Regions from separate parts of the Anser cygnoides genome. Here all the other regions are linked to region 1. The links are chromatin contacts, called in public Hi-C maps. All regions are on one chromosome and are shown on one strand. The core of a region is the stretch at or near the end of the contact, and the rest is flanking DNA. Distances in the headings are between cores, read along the strand shown. Region 1 has its middle 17 kb from the start of KCNE2. Region 2 overlaps LOC106043402 (a long non-coding RNA gene). Region 3 holds the start of SLC5A3 (solute carrier family 5 member 3). Region 4 overlaps MRPS6 (mitochondrial ribosomal protein S6).

What was found. A called contact is a pair of places that touch in the nucleus more often than the background predicts.
Region 2: a Hi-C map of liver shows a contact between it and region 1, with 2.0 times the contacts expected there. The contact joins two enhancer-like sites. A contact is called at or near these places in 2 of 7 Hi-C or Micro-C datasets (both in liver).
Region 3: a contact with region 1 is called in a Hi-C map of liver, with 6 times the contacts expected there. The contact joins the promoter of SLC5A3 here to the enhancer-like site in region 1. A contact is called at or near these places in 3 of 7 Hi-C or Micro-C datasets (granulosa cells and liver).
Region 4: a Hi-C map of granulosa cells shows a contact between it and region 1, with 2.3 times the contacts expected there. The contact joins two enhancer-like sites. A contact is called at or near these places in 3 of 7 Hi-C or Micro-C datasets (granulosa cells and liver).

Annotation. Positions count from the first base shown.
Region 1 is chr1:113,887,130-113,890,406 of Taihu_goose_T2T_genome, forward strand. No RefSeq gene overlaps it. Among named protein-coding and RNA genes, the nearest start is that of KCNE2, 17 kb to the right of the region's middle. Within about 2 kb of position 1,607, at least 3 of the 3 cell types and tissues checked have open chromatin away from gene starts, as enhancers often do. A contact at or near this core is called in liver, where this site is marked.
Region 2 is chr1:113,671,178-113,674,454 of Taihu_goose_T2T_genome, forward strand. It overlaps LOC106043402 (a long non-coding RNA gene), which reads left to right. Exons shown (of 7, transcript XR_010825360.1): 6 at 1,008-1,250. Among named protein-coding and RNA genes, the nearest start is that of ATP5PO, 23 kb to the left of the region's middle. Within about 2 kb of position 1,499, at least 2 of the 3 cell types and tissues checked have open chromatin away from gene starts, as enhancers often do. A contact at or near this core is called in liver, where this site is marked.
Region 3 is chr1:113,709,792-113,713,068 of Taihu_goose_T2T_genome, forward strand. SLC5A3 (solute carrier family 5 member 3) reads left to right here and starts at 1,750. Exons shown (of 2, transcript XM_066978403.1): 1 at 1,750-1,951. MRPS6 (mitochondrial ribosomal protein S6) reads left to right here and starts at 1,762. Exons shown (of 3, transcript XM_066978437.1): 1 at 1,762-1,951. The coding sequence starts at 1,907.
Region 4 is chr1:113,752,984-113,756,260 of Taihu_goose_T2T_genome, forward strand. All of the region lies in intron 2 of MRPS6 (mitochondrial ribosomal protein S6), which reads left to right. Among named protein-coding and RNA genes, the nearest start is that of MRPS6, 43 kb to the left of the region's middle. Within about 2 kb of position 1,573, at least 1 of the 3 cell types and tissues checked has open chromatin away from gene starts, as enhancers often do.

The DNA of each region.
Region 1 (3,277 bases), core at 357-2,856:
CAGGGCAGGAGTCCGTGTTTTGCTGTGCCTTTAAGCTGAAGGCCTATGCAGGAATGGAGAGAGTGAACATTTGTGTTTGGATCTGATCCTAGGAGTTTATCCTCTGGCTTTCCACTTTTGCAGCTCTGGGGCTGTGTCCCATGGCGTTCCATCGGGCTCTTCCTCCATGATCCATCAACATACAATTACATTGATCAAAACCAGACTCACTGGTTCCCTTCTTTTGCTGCTTAGGTTGTATCTTGGAGGGGTCATCCTGGGGAATAGGGGAACTCCCAGCAGGTTTTTCTGGAGCATCAAAGATGGCAGCATCATTGGATGACTGCTTAGCAGAAGAATCCTTGATGCTAAATGGACTGATGGAAGAGCTGGTGGTGTGACCTCAATAGGTGGAGGCATGGCATGAGTGCCTTGCTGAGATATGGCTGGTTGTCTGGCCCTGGATATTGCTGCCCAGAAATGATGACCTGAGCCACAGAGTGACTATCGCTGGCTGGTGGTGTACCTGTAGTGAGATGAGGCCCACTGTCACAGGGATGTGCTGACATGCCACTCTGAGAGCTGTGCGTTTTACTTCAAATCTGCTGCAACCTGCTGGTGGGTGAGCAGTTATCTTCCCCTCATCTAAGGGCTTTCCTGTCTGTGGGCTTCCTGAACATCTTTGTAATCAAGGCAGAAGTATCTTTCCCTATGGAAAATTGTTGCTCTTGCTCTTGGCTTTGAAGGTGTCCTTCAACTTGTTCTCTTTTGCCCGTCACTGCTCTCGAATTTGCCTTTCTCCCAGTGAACAGTCTGGCCAGGGATCTCTGTGTACCTGGCAGCTGTTGATGGTTCTCACCGTGAAACCATGGTCCTACACGTACTTCTTCCCCCTTTTCTCCCCACCCCTTTCCCCATTTTAGCAAGATGATACGGGCCTCATCTGACCCTAGTGTTCACACCCTTGCATATCAGGTGGGTGGGAGGCCTGGCTGCAGATGAGAGGATCCCATGTCCTCCCTGAATTGCTCAACTTTTGAAGAGTCATGCTGTGTTCGAAAGGGCAAGGGAAGGAGGTAAGGTGTCACGACCCACCTTGCTCTGCCCTTTCAGATACACGATGGTCAACTCTGGCGTTCCAGAGTTTGGGAAAACAAAACCCCACATTGTCTCCTTATCGCACAGGCTTGGGAGTGTGGCCCAGCACGGCAATACTAGACAGCCAGGAGCCTAATCTGGTTCAGGTCTGCTGCGTGCCTGCTGTGTGGTCTTGGCCATCGGCTCGCTTTTCCATCTGTGAAATGGGGCTAGTGGTGCTTACCTTTGTTTTCAGGACGTTTCAGATCTCAGCACGAAATGTTTTATGCAAATGAGGAGGGTTTCTGGTGCTATTTCTTAGTAATGAGCAGCAGACCTTGAATTTTGACCTTTACATGTTGCTGTTTTTTTATGTACTCGCCTCACCGGGCCTGGACTGAGTGGACTGGTAGCAATTGAAGGTCAGAACTGTTTTCCTGCCAGCTCTAACCATATAAGTAGGGGTTACAGCAGCGCTGGAGGGGGGTGTATTTATGGGCATGCAGATGAGCTACCACTTGGAAGCCTTTCTGCGGGTGGATGGAGGGATGGAAGTGCAGCTCTGTGGGGACACGGTGTGGTCACTCCCGAAAACGGCACCTGACGTGCATGAGCTCAGCCTCTGGCTTTCTCCTTTGCTGTCTGGATATAGTCAGAGTGCAAGAGTGTAGGTGAATCTGTGGCTTACCAAAGGCGAGTAGATAGAAGTGCCAACTCGTGGGGTTACCCAGCCGTCGGCTCCAGCCTTTTGGGTGGCCAAACTTTGACGCTGACCAGGTTGCAAACAGGAAGAATATCGAAGCAGTTTTCTGCACTTTGATTCCTGATAACTTTGCCCTCGGTCTTCTCAGCCAGACTCAGAGGAAAGGCTAAGTTCATTTCAGCCAGCATAAGGCATGTATCCTTCTGCCTGGCTCCATTTGTAAATGGTACCGGATTCATCTCGGGGTTTGCCTGCACAGTAATCCCACGTGTGCAAGTGTCTCTCTGTGAGCACTAACCTAACTGGCAGAGTTATTCCCATAAAAGTTGGCCTCTTCCATACACTTCAGTGTCCTCGGCGTGCTTACAGCTACATCTACGCTTCCACGGGAACTTCTGCAGCCTCCCCTAGATTCAGGCCCCATCTTCAGTAGATCACTCATACATAATACATACCTCAAACCTGAAGGTGAGCAACCGATCCCTCACTCCCTATGGTTTATCATCTAGCCAGAGGGATGCTCATATGGTTACTGTGTCAGCAAATAATTCTTCATTAACTCCAGTGGGCCAAGCCCAGACCTATCCTTATCTACTGTGGGTGCCACTGTCTGGATTTCTGAATCAGAGCAAGTCCTGAGGAGGCACATGGTTTTGATGACCATGGGCTAACCTCTCTTTGTACTTGTTCATATGTGCACCCAGGAGCTCCCGTCAACCCCCTTGCAGTAGCTGGCAGTAGCAGCATAGGGAAAATGCCACGCTGGAGCATGCAGTGCTCTCCAGAACACAGCAGCAGTATTGTGTTAGCACCCCCTCTGTGGACTGGGTCCATCACCATGGCAGCTGGCTGAAGAAACAGCAAAAAAAAAAAAACAAGGAAATCACCAACTTGTTGAAACTTAAGGGCTTTAGGTTTGGATGAGATTTTGACAGACCCATCTCACAGCTCCTCAGTGGCCCAGGCATCATGCAGACTGCACCTGTGCTTCCTCCTCCCCCTTCCTGCACACCAACCTGAGCCTCCGTTCCCTTTCCGAGAGGAAGATGAACTGTTAGAGTTCTGTCTGGGGTGGAAGGCAACTGTATTTAATAATAATAATAATAATAATAATAATACTCTGTGAAAGGGGATTTCTGTGTTCTGCCTACTTGTCATTGTGATGCTGTACAGGCTGTGATTCTAGACCCTATTTTGCATATGCATTTGAGATCATTTCCATGATTACAGTTGATGATACCATAAAAATTACCAGGGACATTGTTCTGGGATTATGGTTAGCCTAGGAAGAGCTCAGGTACACAGTGATATGAATCAGGATCAGGTTCTATCACAAAGATGGCTCTGAGCTCCTGAATTCCTCCTGTTAAATGGGAGAGTTGGTTTCAATCCATTATTAATGACTCCTGATACAGTATCTGATCTCCAGTTTCACAAAGTTCAGGACTGTTCAGATGAGCCTTTGGTCCTCACTCATCTCATGAAGCGAACTTCAACCACCTGTGATGTGTTATTAAT
Region 2 (3,277 bases), core at 249-2,748, 220 kb before region 1:
GAAATGTTTGGGCAGTCTTCTTTGTTACTTTTCATGGGGCACCGGTGCAGAATGGCTGGAGAAGCAGTCAGCGTGACACGAGGTGTGTTGACACTGATTTCACAATGTATCCTTTATCATTAAGGTGCTGTGCTTTTGGCTGCTCCTGAGGCTAGGAGAGAGCTGGAAGGAGCAGCATGATCCTGGCAATCCCTGTCCGTTCACCCTGTTCCCTCCTGGAGCCCATCTGCAGCAGCCTCTGTGGAGGGACAGATCGTGCTATATGTGCCACCCGGACAGACGGACCCTGAGGGGACAGCAGGAGAGTTTGGGGGCTCTGAGGGTGCCAGCAGCCTGGGAACTGGGCTGTGGTGGTCCTTGCTATGCCACGTGCCAGCAGGCTGGCCTGCTTTTCTTCCCCACGCGTGCCTCCCACAGACATGCATTTGAGGGGCTCCTCTCATGCCAAAGTGGTTTTATTTAGGGGAAATTACCCTGGCAGGCGCATACCCCTATCTGTCTGTTTACATTTTGAAGCTTCTGGGGCTGCATCCAAAGTTCACTGAAATCAGTGGGAGCCTTTCCACTTATTCTGATGAGCTCTGGTCAGGCTGGGTATCGACACAGAAAGGAGGCACACGCTCGTTTTGCCAGCATCCCACTCCTTTCCTCCCCGCGTCCTGTGCCCTGGAGTCTCGTCTGCCTCCTCCTCTCCGCATTGACACCATCACCGCATAAAACAGGTTTAACAAAGATTTGTGTTATCAGTGACACTTAGAGCTTCCAGAAATCAGGAGGCTTTGTAATCACGGTCACAGGATTTGTAATCCTCCTGTGCCAGGACTGATTATACAGGTAATGGGGTGCTGTAGAAAATGTTATCGCTACCTATTCAGAGTGCTAATCCACTGACTAGAAAATTAATGATCGCATTACGTTTGCACGTATTTCTGTCTGTCTAAGGCATGGGAATATCTTGTTTTCCTTATTGGATTTACTGGCTTGGTTTATGTCCTCGTTCCCCACAGGAAACGCAGCCACCCCCCTTCCACAGCCACTCGCAGAGCAGCCAAGGTGGACATGGAGATGTGGGCGGCCTGTGGCTGGCCGTGGACCTGAGTGTGTGTCATCAGGCACCAGGCTAGAGCACAGAGGGAACATCCCATCATTTCAAACAAAAAAAAGTTTTTTTTTTTTAAATGAAAGGCCAAATCGGCAACATCTTGCAACACAAATGGCTGAAGTAATCATTACCAAGCAAACAAACAGAGGTAGGAAAGGGGCAGGGAGAAGAATCTATGAGTTTTAACATTTTTTTCATGTTTTGAGCTCTTGTAGCTGAATCCAAGCCATACTTTCAGGTGATGCTGGAGCAACCGAGTGGCTTACATGTGGGGACCGGTGAGATTAACAGTGCTTCTCGTTGTTCACCCTTGTGATTCCTCCACTCTAGTAGCCCTGGCAAACATTTTGCAGTGTTGTGTGTCCTGTTTATAAGTGTTGGTAAGGGATGGTGATGTTTATGCCATGGAAACAGGACTTTTATCTCCCTCGGATGAGCATTTAGAGGAAAATTTCCCTGGAAAACGAGGTTTGCTACCCTTTCCCATCCTTTCTGCTTCCCAGGGACACGGGGCCCGCAGCCTCTGCTGGGAGCTGGCCCCTCTGCCTTGCATGGTGAGTGTTGGAGCAGGGGCCCCGGCCGGCTCCTGGGCCAGCAGAGGGGTGCACGGCCACCCCCCGCCAGCTCCTGGCACGGGAGCGGAGCCAAGGGGAGCTGGCAGGGAGGAACCAGCATGTGTTGCAACCGGTTCCTCTCGGCTGACATCAGGGCCCCCGGGGGGCTGCCTGCAAGCCAGCACAGCTTAAGCAGCCCTGGCACGGGTTATGAGGCACGAAAGTGGCTTGGAGCCACCTTTGTTCCTCCCCTGCTAGCCCCTCCGCTGTGCCCAGGAGCGGAGGATGTCAGGGAGCCGGGATGGAGGCAGCTACCGGCCAGGATCCCGTGGGGAAGCGAGAGATGTTTTAGTCAGCAATCGTTTTGATCGGCTCTGCAATGTTTTAATCGCGTCCTCCTTACAAGGAGTTGCAAAGACTAATGGCCTACGCAGTATGATACCAAGGAAAGGATTTTGTTTAACATAGTGGGGAGTGTATAAAGTAGCAGACGAGAGCTTTGGAAAGATTGGATTAAATTCAACAGATCTGGAGGAACTCTGTGTGTATGTCTGTAAATCCTGGGGTCCTTAGCTTTGTCTTGGGCTCAGCACCAGCCGACCGAGGGCTGCAGCAAACTAGATTATCCCGATCTTATGCTGTCAGTTTTTATGCTAAGAGCAGCTTATTTCTAATCATTTCTAAATGTTATTTAAAAGACTATATTCATAAAGATCACATGTATTCAAAAGGTTCTACTCTGCAATAATCTTCATGCCATGCTTTAGTCCTGGAAACAGCAGTAGCTTTCTGGAGTTAGTAATCTCAGTCCTGTGGTTGCTCCTGTGTCCCCTTTGGAGTTTATTTGCTCACATTAAGATAAGCAGGTATGCAGGAATGGACATAATGGAGTGAATGTAAAGGGTTAATTAGATCCTCCCTACCACCGGGATATAAAAATGCAAAAAATAGACTTTAGAATGAAAGAGGAAATTGGTTTTCCTAATTTCAAGCAAGAGGTAGCAACTTACCGCAGATCGTTGCTTAAAAAAACTTGGTAAGTTAACTCAGTCAATGAAGTGGTGACGTTTCTCAACAGTCCGTAGCATTGCCTCAGACAAACATTTATGTTTTTCATAAGCAGCTACATTAAACTTTTAACCAATGTTTGGCAGATGCTTTTATGTTTCTAAGCATTTCATTAAAGTTTCAGCATATGTGTTGTATCTGAAAAAGCAGTTTTTGCTACATGTGTCAGTGCCCCCAGAAGCGTTTTCTGCAGGTAGGAGTAATGGCTGGGAGAAGGCTATATGGTCTTGTGTAGGACTGCATATGCCAAGTGGGAACATGAGATGGTGTGAGGGATGTGGAGACTCAGGACAGCCACCTTTGGGCAAGATGAGTGCCTGAGAGCTGTTGAACTTGAGGCAGTATGGGCCGAGGTATTGTTCCTGGATGAAACTGGAAGGAGTTTGCTGGGAGAGCATGCATGTATTGGCAAGAGTAGTGAAGAGCAGGCAGGCAAAAAGATCACAGATGAGAAAGCAGTGGGGACTTGAGGAGGAGGTCCTGGATGTGATGGGAAGTGGGGCTGCAACAGGGTTTAGCAGCAGATACATCGCCTCCTGAGAACTAGAGGGTA
Region 3 (3,277 bases), core at 500-2,999, 180 kb before region 1:
GTGTAGGCTGGGAGTATGTGTAAAGACTTGTGCATAGGCAATTTATCCTGAACAGCTGACAACTTGTAGTGGTGCACAAAAGTGCCTCCTAAAACAAAGCCCCTGTGGGTGCTGCCTCACAGCACCTGTAGGGAATGACCTAGAACTCAAATTTGGAGATGAGGAACGCCCACAACATTACCAGTGCTGGCTGTGCTGGAAGTTGTTGTGGGAAAAGTTTTCAGTTAGCAGTGCTTGCATCTTGGATTCATTTTACCAGCTACTATGTCATCACTGTGCAAACAGAGCAAAAGCAAGCAATGCCGAGTTGATGGTAATTTATTTTTTTTTTGGGTAGAGACGGCAGGGATGGGCAGCTGAGGCCTCTCTGACTGGGGTGGGGCTGTAGGCAGGTAGTCTGAGTTTGTGAAAGTACACCTCAATTAAGAGTGAGGTATGAATTCCCCTTCTGGTTTAAGAGGAGGTTAAAGATGTACGTAAATGATGAGGAAGAGGTTCGGCACTGTTGAAAAAAAGAGCAGGGGGCATGGGATTTCCAGCATATTTTGGAGAGAATATGGACTTGGTGTACGAGGGTATGCAGCAAGAAGTTGGGGTGCTGGGATCCTAGTTATCTCATTTAAGTTTTTTAGTCTGGAGATCTGCCTTCTTTCCTGCATCCTCCTCACCTTGAGCCATGGCTGTGAGGAGAGGTGACATGTGCCACCTTGTGAGCATAGGCAGGGCCAGGCCAAGAGGGCTTCAAAACCCAGGGCAGAAACTCAGCACAAGGTCTCTCTTTAGAGCCAGCTCTGTGCTGTATTTCTGGGATGTTCTTAAGTGCATGTGTGGGATTAGGTGGTACCCTTGAGGCATGTTTCTATGCTGTAGAGAACAGAAATCTTTCTCAAGCCAGCCTGACCATGCCGTGAGGCTCTTCCAACGTGCCTCTTCTGGGGCTGTGGGTGTTTGTTGACTGGCAGCAAGGTCAGGGCTGGAAGCTGGTGTCTGGCAACCCTTCATTGGGGTCACCTCCATCGGCCATGCTATTTTACCTCAGCCTTGCTGTCCCTCAGGCACCTACGCACAACCCACAGCAGGCCATGTGCTGCATCGAGAAAAAAGAAAAAAAAAAGACAAAAAAAGAAGCTAACATTCATGGGGAGTGACCCCAACTCTGTGGGCATGAGGACACCTCAACTCAAGGGCAGGGACTTTCCCGTGAGGAGCACCGCGGCCACGCCGCCGATGTCAGAAGGTTCTGGAAGGGCACCTGGCGGACCCACCCGCGGGCACCCCTCGCCGTGCCCCCACCCGCGAGCGTGGGGCCGTGGCCGCAGCCGCCGGGCCGTGGGCTGCGAGGCATGGCCGTGTGGTCCCGGGTGCCGAGAGGGGGGAGAAGGGGGCGGTCACAGTGGAAATTTCCACTCCCTGCAGCACCAGCAGCGGCGGCGAGGAGGAAGGCGGGCGCAAGCCCGGAGCCGCCGCAGGGGGGAGGCGCGGCTCGGGGGCCCCCCTTCGCCGGCGTCCCCCCGCGTCCCTCCGCCCCGCTGGGGGCCGGGGCAGCCCCCGGGCAGGAGGAGGAAAGGGAGGAGGCGGGCGGGAGGCAGCTGCCCCCCGGGCGGGCGTGTGCGGGACCGCGGCGGCGGCGGAGGCGGCGCCATCGGCGGGCAGGGGGCGGCGCGGTGGAGCCTGCGCAGCTGCCGGCGCCCTTTAAGCCGCGCCGCCCGCCCGCCCGCCCCGGTGTCTGTGCAGCCTGGGAGCCGCGCGGGCAGGAGCCGCCGCTGGGGACGCGCCTTCCTCTTCCTCCTCCTCCTCCTCCTCATCTTTCCCCCCTTCTCCGGCACTGCCGCCCCCTTCCTCCCCGCTCACCCTCCGCATCCCTGCTCCTCCTCCTCCTCCTCCCGCCACCGCCGCCAGCCCTGCGATGCCCCGCTATGAACTGGCTTTGATCCTGAAAGCCATGCAACGGGTGAGTGAGGGAGGGGAGGCGGGAGGGAGGGAGCCAGCGGCGCCCGGCGGCCCCCCGGCACCTTACGGCCCCCCGGGGGGCTCCTCGCGTCCCCCCCTTGTCGCCCTGCCCCGGACCCTTCCCCCGGGGCGCCCCCCCGGCCCTTCTCCTCCCCCCGTGTTTTGAAGCGGAGTTGCGCAGCGTGCCTCAGCCTCCCGCGTGCGCCTCTCTCTGCCCTCTCTCCCCCTTTTTTATCTTTTTTTATTTTTCTCTTATTTCCCCCCAAAAGAGTTGGTAGCCGTGCACCCAGCAGCATAGCCCCCTCAGGTCTCAAGCCCGAGCACTAGGGTCTTAACCCCCTGTACCCCCCCCATACCCCTCCCCAGCCCCATTGACCCTCGCCCACCCCTCAGCCTCCCCCTTGGGGTGCCATGGGTGCCATGGGGTGCCATGGGGTGCTGTAGGGTGCCCGGCTGGTGGCCTCCCCAGCGGGCCTGGCCTCGCCTCAGCAGAGGCAACACTGCGGGCATCCCCTTGGTGTGGGCAGGAGGCTGCCAGCCCCGTGCCCCTTTGGCCCTTGGAAGCCTCAAGACATCATTTTTTAAAATAATTGTTATTATTTTTTTTTTTTTTAGCGTAGTTAGCTTATTTAGCGTGCTTATTTTCCGTTGGTAACACCAGTTGAGCCCCGCTGATAGGGCCGGCCGTATCGCCCCTCCGAAGGGCTGCTGGCCGCCGCTGCCTTTGGCGACGCGGCGATAAGCCGGGGTGCGAGGGAGCGGGGTGACGCGATGCTCTTCCTCGGGCAGGAGCTGGGCCAGGGGTGTGCGTGTGGATCTGAGGGTAAATATTAATAAAATGGAAGCATCTCTGTCTAGGTAGGACCCTTTTTTTTTTTGTTTGTTTGTTTTTTGGAAAACAATAGCTGGTGCTGGTCCTTCGCCAGTCCTTCTGCAGCCTTTTGTTTATCTGCCACCTTCCCGCTTAATACGCGGTGCTGGTGTGGAAATGTAGCAGCACTTCTGCTAGCCTGCAGCCCTTCTGATCTCACCCGGTGTGAACACATTTGCTCCTGCGTTTAACCTTTGTTTACATGAACACCTCTATCCGCAGTAGCATATCAGGAAGCTAAATAGCGTTGCTCTGTTTCTTCCGTAGTTATGGGAGCACGTCTTCATGCCTTACGTGTGCTACATATACTAGTACATTTCCATTCATTTTACATGTAGCATCCACATGTCAGGGTTGGCTTTTTTTTTTTTTAACTTGGCTTAACTGCAGAAGCTGTAGTAGACTTCTCAGGTGAGTCCCCTAGTGGAGAAGCACGGCAACTGGAGCAAATCTGGT
Region 4 (3,277 bases), core at 323-2,822, 130 kb before region 1:
AGGACTTCCATCTATTCCATAGTTGTGTTTTATAAGCCAGAAGTAGTAACACGTGTTTTAGTCCTTCCAGCTACAAAATGATAGTCCTACTGAGCATAAACTCACCTACCTGCCCTGCTAAGGAAGAATAGTGACCGCAAGAGCCAAGGAGAAAAGCAAACTACTGCTCTTCAAGAGCAACGCAGTGGTTCCAAAGATGAAGTGGGCATTCTGGTAGGAGAGCAATTTCATTAACAGAGGATTACTCTAGTGAGAACGACTGTCCAGCTACTTCCATGAGCGTACCACAGCTTGCTTTCCTCTGGACAGTTTCTTGTTTCCTTCTGGGATGCTTTAGTTGTATGTTTTCTTGCCTTTGTATCTTCCACTCTCCTACTGGGGAAGCTTACTTAGACTTTGTGTTGCTGCATAAAGGAAAAATTTAAAGGAAAGATAGCTAATTGAGTTTGAGCTTATCATCTTTGAGCATACAGACGTTTTCTGGGCACAACAATGGCACCACACAGCCTCTTCCAAGTCCACTGTAAGTGTGCTTTTTCCCTCTGTTCCTCAGGTACATTGAACATAGCCTCCGAGTCCATGTTCCAGGAGGATTTAAAAGTGAGTTTTGATCCAGGTGCCTTTCAGGGTTCTGTGAAGTCACAGACTGTCCATGTGAAAGCAAAATATACAAGCATCCATAGGACTTCAGGACTCAAATTCAAACAATTTCTGGCTTGGATATATTAAAAAGGATACATGAAACCAGGCATTTTTTTCATACACAAAGGCATGCCCTTCTTTTTCTGAAATCCTATGATTTTTCTCTTTTTTTTTCAATTAACACATTGTTTCAGTACATTTCAGTGGTTAGTCTGCTCTCCTGTATTTAAATCATCCTTCTATTTACAGTGGAGCATGATGACAAAAATAACTGTGGTCTCATAGTGAATCAGTGGAATTTTCCTGCATTTCTCCCCTGATGACTCGCCTGACTCCTAGACAGCCTGAATGCTTCTGCATTTTTGTTCGCAGGAATGAGGTAGTTTCCCTCCTGCATTCCTGTATTTTTCCCGTCTTTAAGTCTCGCTGGGATTTGCTTTTGTTTACTACGCAAACAGTAGCGGCAGCGTGGTGGTGTATCAGGTCAGAGATGGCTGGCTGAAATTAAGGTTACTGCATGCTTTATGGAGAGTGGGTTTAAAAAAAGCCCACAACCTGATGGCAGCTAATTTAAATGCATGTGTTTGGAGGGAAGGTGCTCTAGATCTCCTCAGGAATTGCATTGTCAATTGCATTTGGTTGTTTTGCTTGCAGCAGTCAGTTTCTTCTCTTTCTTTAATGAAAGAATAATATTTTTTTTATGCTGGCCCTCTTTTCCTTCCCTCTTTTTTTTGGCACAGGGAGGCAAGCATTGCTTGTTACGCTGAGGAATGGGTGTTGTTTTAAGAAATGGCATTGTCACCAGTGACTGCAGTTTTGTACCCTCAGATAAAATACCTATTCTGCGAGGAGTCATATAAAGATACGCTGCAACAGCTCATCCTCCCTTCCCCCACTTCTCCTTCAGTTATCAACAGTGCGTCAGTGGAAATTTCCACCCTTTGCTAATGTGAGAGAAAGCACAAAGTTGCAAAGCAGTCTTTTGAGAGGGGGAAAAAAAAATATATTGCCGTTTTAGGAACACAATGAAAAGCAGCATATGACTTGAAAGCAGAAATGAAATGAAATTCTGGAGAAGTGGGAATAAAAAGAGACAGCAAAGAGCACGGGCTGCAATCTGAACGAATGCTCTTGTGAACCAACTGCTCGGGGAAGGGGGCAGGAGAGTGGTGGTGTATCATCAGCTCAAATTTCTCCCCCCATCATCCCTTTTATTAGCTTCAACTGATTGAGAATTTGGAAGGGTTCTTGCAAAGGAGAGGATTTAAGTGGCATCTGTTAAATTTACCAGTAGCTTTTTAATGGCTTTAACAGAAGATGCGACTTTCCCTTTTCAAGGGGTATGCATCCTTCAGAAGTTGCTATGCCACAGTTTTACTGAATTGTCCAAGATTAAAGCTTGTTTCTCTCCCTAAACTTTTAACCAGGTGACATCTCCTGTTTTCTGGTCTCTAGAAAAATAACAGGCAGCTCAGCTTTCCAAATAAGTTAAGCTGAATCCTGCTCCATGTGTGAGGATTTGCAAGGGGGACCAAGCCCACCATATTTCCTCCAAATCCTTGTTAAGGTGAGCTTTTTCTGCGTCTCGTAGCAGCCCTCCCTGCTGCAGTCAGAGGAGCAGCACCTTAGTTGGTGTGAACTGGCACTGCTCCCTCGGCTTCTGCGATGCTCGGACGCAGCCCGCGCCAGCCGGGCACCTCTTCTGGAGGACTGGTTCCTTCCAGGCAGGCTGCAGGGACATTTCTTGCCGTCGGGCCCCTCACATGTGAGAACTCGGTGCTTCAATCTGCTTTTTCTGAAAAGGACTTCAGACCTGAATTGTGGCTATTAATATACATGCCTGCGTAAGAGGTTCGGGATTACGATGTCTGGCTGAAGGGAAGCTTCTTTGCAGCGTTTTCCACGTGTGGATTCCACCCCTGTGCAGCAATCCAGCACGCGATGCTTAAATCATTCCTGACCTGGTGGGTCTTCTCTGTGTGTAGTATATCTTGGTGTTACTTGTGCAGCACATCTAGTTGGGTGAAAAAGAGCTCCATGTGGGATAAGCAGTGTGAAAAACATGAATCTGTCCGTTGTTGGTGACACCACCTCCTCTATTTCCTCTTCAGCTTCTTGGCTTGGGGAATTAATCCTCAAAGATTGCCTTTACCAAGGGGGACTGCACGGTGTGATGTTTGCCCTACAGTTGCCTTTATAAGAATCTGTACCTCCAACAGGATAAAGTCCCGCTAGGTACAGTTTTTAAAGGAAACTGTGATGCTCGATCCTGCTTGGGTTTAAGTGATATAGGAATGGGGTCCTTGGCAAATGTGTAGTATGATTTCCTTTAGAGGATATCACTTTCAGGTTATACTGATGCTTCACGGGGAGGTGTGTTTGCGTGGACTAGAAGGAAAGGAAAGCTTTAACAGGAGGATGCATAAAAATTAAAATGAAATAGCTGAGTGGTGAGTTTTGTCCTGCACACCTAGCCTTCAAATTATTGTTAGTCTTGGAAACAAGGTGGATGGTTAGATTTCTTTCATGAGATTTCTGAGGCAGTTGTGGTGTCTTTTTACGATAGTATAGTTAGTGCCATGCCAAACACAGACTGACTTACTATAAAGTGATCTTGGTGACATAAGATACTAAT